Regions from separate parts of the Mus musculus genome. Here all the other regions are linked to region 1. A link is a contact called in public Hi-C data. All regions are on one chromosome and are shown on one strand. The core of a region is the stretch at or near the end of the contact, and the rest is flanking DNA. Distances in the headings are between cores, read along the strand shown. Region 1 has its middle 11 kb from the start of Gm11548. Region 2 has its middle 62 kb from the start of Gm42208. Region 3 has its middle 40 kb from the start of Gm42208.

Region 1 (2,700 bases), core at 13-2,512:
TCAGTCCTGAATCCTGGGTCTGAAACAGCTTTGTCCACAGCAGGCTGTCTCCAAACCTGGGCAGAGGACTATTCTAGCAATTCCGTGCACAAGGGTAGGCATCAATGTTCACCCAGGACAGGCGGCTGGAAGTGACTACCCACTAACTCAAGCAGAAAGTCTTAGTATGGAAAGTCTCTTATTTAGTAGCAATAAATAATGCCTTTCCTACTGGGATCCAGGACCCAGCTAAAAAAATTTGTCTCTCTGCCAGGCCAAAACCCACCTGAAAGGCTAAGCCTGAGAAAGTCACTAAACTCTGTCTTAGCGGCTCTTCTTGGCACTGGCCTTCTTCACTGGCAACCAAAGCTGCCAAGTAACGCAGTGTTCCCAACATTAGGCCCGGGACCAAAAGTCTTTCCTTAAAGGATACCCCTGCCCCTTGAGAAAAACGGAACATCTAATTCTATCTGGGCGCGCGGGGAGCAGTCTCTAAATGTGAGCATTCATGAAGTAGAACGTTATAATTTGTTTGTTTTTGCAGATCCCTTGAGGGCAGTGAATGAAAACACGGGCATGGTCCCTTCTAGGTATGGTTGAGAGAAGGTTTTTATTGTAGATAGGAGGGAGAGAAGAGCCAGAGGCATCTGGACGAGTACGGATGGACGGAACATGGCCAGCAGAGAGGAGAGATGGGAGGGAGAGAAGAGAGGAAGAAGAAGAAGAAGAAGAAGAAGAAGAAGAAGAAGAAGAAGAAGAAGAAGAAGAAGAAGAAGAAGAAGAAGAAGAAGAAGAAAGAGAGAGAGAGAGAGAGACAAGAGAGGGGACCAGGAGAAGAAGAAGAACCAAGAGGCCAAGAGTCCAAAGGGTAACCAAGAAAGCCAGAGGTCAAAATGGGTGGGTTATATAGAAACAAGAACAATGATGCTCAGAGGCTGGAGAGGTTTGGGGCGGGAGGTAGGGGGTGGTACTGAGAGATGCTGAGAGAGCCTGGCCACTAGCATCCGCTTTTGCGAGCTAAATAGGCATTTCAGTTAGCCTTTTGTCCTGAGTTTCTCTGAGACCTAACAGGCAGGAGCCATCAGAGAACTGCGCAGGCCTGAAAGACGACTCAGGTCCCTTGCACACACTGAAGTGAGACTTCTGTGAGTTGATTCTCTTACACACTTCAGACAGAGTCCGCCAGGTGGCGCTGCTTCCTGCTTCCTATCAATTGAGGCGCTTCTCCAGCCAAGAGAGGTCACAGCCCTGGGATAACAGCACAAAGCTGACGTGATTCATATCAGGCAGTTAGCAAATGTCCAGCCATGATTGCTGCTGTTGTCATTACTAAATAAAAGATAGCTAAGGAATCATTAGCTATTGGTCCTGTGCCACCTCCAGGGAGGAGGTACAGGCATTACAAGTAGCTCAGCTCAGGATATTAAATTAGCCATTAGCTCAGGATTTTAAAAGCGAAACCATTACTTTTCGGCACCCTTGACCTGCCTATTTTCCGGCCAACCTGACTTTGCCAATATATTGTGAAGCAAGATGGAGGTCACCACCACAGGGCTAAGCTTCTGACATGGAAATATTGATCACTTTGGTTTGGGTCCAGGGTAAGCTGAAAGAAAGTCTCCAGACATTGCTGGTTGTCTAATAGAAAATGCAGCTTCCCAGATAGTCAGCTTTGGCAGGACTGGCATTGAGGCTGGGTACTTTCTCCTTGTCTGGGGCCACAAGCAGTTTCCCCTCACACAACTCTGATGAAAGTTAAAAACGCCTGGGTATTTTTTTGTCTACTTAATAAATGATCTGTGACTAACGGTGGGCTATAATATATTGAGGCCCCCTCACTTCTGTTTTGTAGCTGGATGTAGTACAATTTTGATGGAAACTGCTAGGGGAGATTTTATGCATTGGTATTTTATTATGGCTGTATAATATCTAATAATGGTTTGGCTTATAGTCTTTTTAAAAAGAAATTGTATTCTGTACCTCACAGAAGTAATTCCAGCACGTCTGCTGGTGGCTGGAGGAAACCCTAACAAGCACATGGTTTGGTGAGTCACTGTTCCTGGCCCCTCAGCAGTAACACAGGCTGAATTGGGTGCTACCCCAGGAAACTTTGTTTTATTAATTTATTCTCTCATATATAACATCCCAACCACAATGTCCCCTCACTCCTCTCCTCTCAGCCCCCTGCCCTGCCACCTCTTTCCTTCTCATCCACTCCTCCTCCATTACCTTTCAGAATGGCGCAGTCCTCCCAGGGATATCAACCAAACATGGCATATTAAGTTATAATATGACTAGGCAACTCTCTTTATAATAAGACTGGACAGGGCAATGCAGTAGGAGGACGGGGTTCTAAAGGCAGCAAAAGCATCATAAACAACCCCTGCTCCCTCTGTTAGGAGTCCCACAAAAACACCAAGCTAAAATAACTAATACACACACACACACACACACACACACACACACACACACACACACACACAGAAAGGCTAAATAACAAGGAGGGCTCAGGAGGGGATGCACGGATCTCCCTGGGAAGGGAAAATAGAATAGATGTTGTGGTGGACTGAGGGCAGGTGGGCACAGGAACAGGAAAGAGCCTGATTGGGTCTAACCCAGGCCTCTAGGAAACATTTAATGACAGTCCTGTGGTTTGTTTGTTCTGTTACAACTTGAAGCAAACTCAGGGCATCTGTGGCCAGTGACTCACCTACGAGAACA
Region 2 (2,700 bases), core at 69-2,568, 150 kb after region 1:
TTTGCAGCTCTCAAGCAAGGGATTTTATATATTAAAAAACTAGACATTACATCTCTTAGAATCTGTATCCAGCGAAACAATCACAAATACCAACAAAAATCATTTGGCACAGTAAAGCACAAAAATCTTCTAAGCATTACAACTCTGAAACTATGTGTTCAGTGAATCACAAACAGAACAGGTAACATCATTATTAATATAAATCATCAAAACATAACAATTCCAAAAGGATGAATTTAGTGGGGCTAGTGGCATATTTCCAAGCAGGTTAATAGATCTTTATGGTCAGTGCTCTTAACCGCTGAGCTACCTCTCCAGCCCCATATGGTCAGCTATTATTTAACAGCTAATGCCTGATTTTCTATAAATCTTCAGCACATAAATTTAAACTATTTTAATTCTTTCTAATTAAGGCTTTCTTTACCACATACCAAAACCCACCTCCGATGACACACGTGCAGCCATATGAAATTGTATTGTTGGTAAAGTTTTTTTTTTATCTATCATTATAGTGTTGTAAATGATTTAAAAAGTAAAGCATTGGTTTCCCCGGGGCTAAGGCCATGTTAGTGACCCCATCTCAAGAGATGGTTTCTTACCCATTATTGCCCTAGGCTACCAGGAACATGTAAATAAGGAAAGGCATAGGAGAAAACAAAACAGATAGATTGCCATGAGAACTACGGCGCAATAATTTTTCTCCAGCGAGGTTCCAGGAGGCCTCCCCCTTTCGAGATCAACCGCCTCAGTCTGTGGAACTTGTCACACACATCCTACTGGAGGTGGTTGGGCAATGTAGTTTGCCTTCCTTCCTTCCACCACTGGTCTTCAGTAGTTTCAGGGCACCTGCTCTGTTGTGCCCAGGGAGAGAACATTTCTAAGTGGTTTCACTTGGGCAGGATGCCCTGAGGACTTGGTTCAGGCATTCTTTTTTTCAAACGAATTTGCATTTTTACAAGCTGAGGTTCTAGATATGCGAAGTCTTACCCTGCAAGAGCTTTTCTCAGTGTGTAGATGCTGCTCTCGAAGAGCAGGTCTCTTCAGTGATAACAGCGACTCTGTCCACACTTCTTACTACATTGTGCTCTTTGCCCACATGTGTGATTTTCACGTGTGTGTGCATGACATGTTTGTGGGGGAGGGTTAGAGCATAATTTGTGGGAGTCAGTTCTCTCTTTCCTAGAACCGTGTGGGCTCTGGAGCATAAACTCAAGTCCACAGGCTTGGCAGGCAGCCAGTTCCTTTTCCTGCTCAGCCTCTCACCAGCCCCCATATTGTGAATCAGAGAGTGGTGAGCAATGGTTATGTCACAGCCTGGATGTTTAGCTGTTTTGAAATGTCCTCCACCAACCAACTTAGTCCATTCCTTTGAATTCAGCCTTAAACAATTTTTCAGAAAAATAGGCGGAAAACACAGCCAGATTCATTGCCAGAATGTAGCATTAATGCCTCTCATTCAACTCACAGTGAGTGCCCCTCCCCAATCTCACGAGCCTGGCTTCGGCTGTCCATATTTCTACTGACATTCTGGTCGGAACACCAGCCAGAACATCCCACTAAGCTCTTGTTATGAAATTATAGGGCTATATTACCTACAGCTTCAAACTCCTGCACACCATTCCTCTTAGTGTCTCTTCAGTCCAGGTAGAGTATGGGAGGGAATAGCCTTTAGGATATCTTAACTGGCCAACACCTTCACCTTCACCTTCACCTTCACCTTCACCTTCACCTTCACCTTCACCTTCACCTTCACCTTCACCTAGCCACTCACTCTTGGGATGGCCTAGCTCTCATTCAGATGAGGCAGTGTGTTGTTCTTTAACGTTCTGTAGTTATTGGTATGTTCTGTAGCTAAGGTTTAGGGTGGTGTGTGATAAACAATGGTGGCTGAAACAGGTTTTATTGTTGTTTATTTGCTTGCTTGGTTGTTTAGGTTGTTTTGTATACAACACACACACACACACACACACACACACACACACACACACATGTTTTGGAGACAGATGCCCCTTGGCAAATGACTTTGTGTACTTCCTTCATGGTACAGGCCTTGGAAACTCAAAAGCCAGGTGATTCCTTTCTTCCTCAAATTGTTGTGGAGAATGGCATTTGTCATAGCAACAAAAAGCAAACTAGGACAGGGTAAGTGCATAAAAATATAATTGATAGTAAAAGTGAAACTCTGTAACTTCAAAATGACTATTTTAACTGTATAAAAGTTCAAACAAGATATATAGTCTTTGGGTCTGACTAATCTGTGATTTTTTTTTAATTTGTAAGTTATTTACAATAAAGTTTTAATTAAAAGAAAAATGTGACCTTAGGTACCTGTGTATGGTCATAAACAATCTATAAATCAGCTCTATGTGGTTTCACAGCAGGAATCTCCACATATGGGGTGGGTGCTGTATTCATCTCATGGTTTGATAGAGTGCGTGACGACAGCTCATGGAGATGGAGTGCTGTTGCAACATTTTAAGGAGAAAGTTGCCTTAAAAACTTATGAGTCTTTTATTTATGTGAAATAAGTGAAGGAGAGACCTCACAGCTAATGAAGAATAGTGGCCAGTGGGCAAGGGTGGGCAAAACGTGGAGACTCGAGTGTCAACCATTAGAAGCTGGAAACCGAGGATGGGCTGTTTTAGTTTTCTTAAGGAAATATTTGTTGAGCGACTCTTTATCACTTTGTTTAATCCTCAC
Region 3 (2,700 bases), core at 130-2,629, 180 kb after region 1:
TGCAGAATCCAGGGCTGGGCATGTCTTGCCTGGTGGGTCTGTATTGTAGCGTACAGAGTCCAGTGCTGTTGGTGATTTCCCTCCCCTAGCCACCTTCCAGCATTATGAAAGCTATTCATCAGGTAGGAGTTCCTGGTCACTTTGAGATTGATTTCTGGAAAATTATTGATATTCAGAGGGTGTAATGTGGGCTTCTTAATATTTAAAGTATTTTCCCATGAGAAAACTAAACTGCTTTTAATTTTCTACTTAGTGATCATTGAGTGAATTCTTCTGAAATGTTTTGAGCAATGACATTTTAGAACTGATTCTTTTAGAGTGTTTTAAAGTATGCTGTATGTTCAATGTCAAGAGGAAAGATAAATAATAGAAAACGAAAGAGAACGCTGCTTCTGCTTTTTTGTTTATTTAAAGACGGAGTAATGGGTAGGGAGGGAGATGGCTCAGTGCTTACTGTGCAAGAGTGAGGGACCTGAGTTTTAATCTCTAGAACCCACATAAAGCCAGGCACAGTAGTGTGTCTATAATTGCAGTATTCCTATGGTAAAATGAGAGGCAGAGCAAAGAGGATCAGTGGACACTCGTGCCCAGATAGCCTGGTGTATGACTGAGGGACAACAGAGAGACCCTGTCTTAGAAAAGCTAAATGGTGAGGATAGACACCCACATTTGTCTTCTGACTTCCATATGTATCCCTGCATTCAGACACATGTGTGCACACACACAGGTGCTCACGCATGCATGCTATACATATACATATCATACATACACATCCATACACACGCATGCATGCTTGCACACATGTATATATGCACACAATATGCTATATATATGCATATATATACATATATATGTATATACACACATCACATACACACAAATAAAAAATTAAACTGGTAATATTTAATTGCACAGATGCACCAAAAAATCTTCATTTACTCATCTGTGATTGTTTGAATGCAGTGGCTTCTGGGTCTACTATTAGCACATAAATTTAATTTCCTTTAGATACGTGGCCAAACTAGTTTTACATTTTTTGAGAAGCTTCTATATAGTTTTCCATACTGGCAGGAGTTGTATCCATGTAACCAACAAGATACAAGTGAACCTATGTCTGCATCCTGACCAACACTGGTCTCTTTTGTGACTTTGATAATAGCTATTCTAACAGGTAAGAGGTCTTGCTGTGGTCATTTACATTTTCTTAGTGATACTTAAAGAGTGTAGCACCTTTTTTTATATAACTGTCAGCTATTTGTCTTAATTTTTAATTATCTCTTGAGATTGTAGTATAATTACATCATTTCCCCTTTCACTTGCTTCCCTTTAACTGCCTCCCATATATGCTCCTTACTCTTTTTAAGTTTATGGTCTCATTTCCTCTTTTTACAATGTGTGTGTGTGTGTGTGTGTGTGGTGTGTGCATGCATGTGATGTGTGTGTGTGAGAGAGAAAGGAGGGGGAGGGGGAGGGAGAGACCTTGAAAGACTGTGCAATGTTACCTGTGTTACTTGTATTCTTATGTTTTCAGGGCTGACCATTGTGTATTGGATATAACTGAGCTCTTATCATCCCAGGGGAAGACGATTTCTCCCATTCCCAGCATTTCTTCTTTACCCATAGTTCCCTGCCTAGGGCTGAAGCTTTGTAAGCTTTTCCACTTCCACCTTGCTAGATCTATTGAACTTGTCTGTGTTCAGGTCATGTTTAGGCAGCCGTGCTGGTGAGACTTTCTGTATCTAGCTTCTCTGACATTTCCACATGACGCTATCTCACAGGGACCTTCCTATTCTGGCTCTCACAGTCTTTCTAGCCTCTCTTCTGCAATGATTCCTGAGCCCTGGGTGCAGGAGTTGTGTTATAGATGTAGATTGGGACTAGGCTCCCACAGCTCTTCATTGGATTGGCTGTGATTTTCTGTAGTGGTCTCTGTCTGTTGCAAATAGAAGTTTTCTTGATGAAGAAAATAAGATAGATTATCTGTGAGTACAAGGATAAATATTTAGAATGTAGTTAACATTATGCTGGTTTTAAAAAGTAGTGGTTGTAGGTTCTCCTCCAAGATCCATGACCTCCTTAGCGTTGAGTAGTTGTCTAGGTTTCTAATACTAGGCTAGCTCTCTCTGTTATTGAATAGGCCTTAAGTACAATTAGAAAGCTGTTGGTTGCCAGCAAGGTGTGTATACCCTTGGTGTTATTGTGACATGCTAGCCATATATATATATATATATATATATATATACATATATATATATATATATATATTATATATTATATATATATATATATTGGTTTTTAATAACTATCATAGCTGGGTAGGACTATTGGTTTTTCCTTTCTTTGGATTCTTGCATAGAGCCTTCTGATATCATGATAGCTAGTCCTCTGGCTTTTGGGTCTGAAGTGTAGGATGCCTTCAGTGATAGGACTTAGCTTCCACCTCTTGGTCCTCTGGGTCCTGGGTCTGAAGTGTAGGATCCCTTCAGTGATAGGGACTTAGCTTCTACCTCTTGGGGTTGGAGGGACAGTAATAGTCTATAACCTTTTGAATGTGTCTTGAACAACCCTGACCAAGAATTCAAAAATGGGGTTCCTATGTCTGGTGTTGGGGGGTTTGTTACATAGTCTTGGGAGAAACATTTCCCAGACGGGAAAATATGGTTTAAATAAACCATATATTTATATGTATACACAGACTTA

What was found. A called contact is a pair of places that touch in the nucleus more often than the background predicts.
Region 2: a Hi-C map of pancreatic cancer cells shows a contact between it and region 1, with 7 times the contacts expected there. The contact joins two enhancer-like sites. A contact is called at or near these places in 3 of 39 promoter capture datasets (embryonic stem cells, hippocampal neurons and stem cell-derived epiblast-like cells), 36 of 484 Hi-C or Micro-C datasets (the G1E-ER4 cell line, LSK cells, Sertoli cells and 13 more) and 2 of 115 datasets of contacts at active chromatin or transcription factors (embryonic stem cells and pancreatic cancer cells).
Region 3: a Hi-C map of bone marrow-derived macrophages shows a contact between it and region 1, with 2.7 times the contacts expected there. The contact joins two enhancer-like sites. A contact is called at or near these places in 9 of 484 Hi-C or Micro-C datasets (LSK cells, bone marrow-derived macrophages, cortical neurons and 3 more).

Annotation. Positions count from the first base shown.
Region 1 is chr3:36,494,138-36,496,837 of GRCm38.p6, reverse strand. No RefSeq gene overlaps it. Among named protein-coding and RNA genes, the nearest start is that of Gm11548, 11 kb to the left of the region's middle. Within about 2 kb of position 1,262, at least 71 of the 459 cell types and tissues checked have an H3K27ac peak or open chromatin away from gene starts, as enhancers often do. A contact at or near this core is called in bone marrow-derived macrophages, embryonic fibroblasts and pancreatic cancer cells, where this site is marked.
Region 2 is chr3:36,339,584-36,342,283 of GRCm38.p6, reverse strand. No RefSeq gene overlaps it. Among named protein-coding and RNA genes, the nearest start is that of Gm42208, 62 kb to the right of the region's middle. Within about 2 kb of position 1,318, at least 39 of the 459 cell types and tissues checked have an H3K27ac peak or open chromatin away from gene starts, as enhancers often do. A contact at or near this core is called in embryonic fibroblasts and pancreatic cancer cells, where this site is marked.
Region 3 is chr3:36,317,485-36,320,184 of GRCm38.p6, reverse strand. No RefSeq gene overlaps it. Among named protein-coding and RNA genes, the nearest start is that of Gm42208, 40 kb to the right of the region's middle. Within about 2 kb of position 1,379, at least 10 of the 459 cell types and tissues checked have an H3K27ac peak or open chromatin away from gene starts, as enhancers often do. A contact at or near this core is called in bone marrow-derived macrophages, where this site is marked.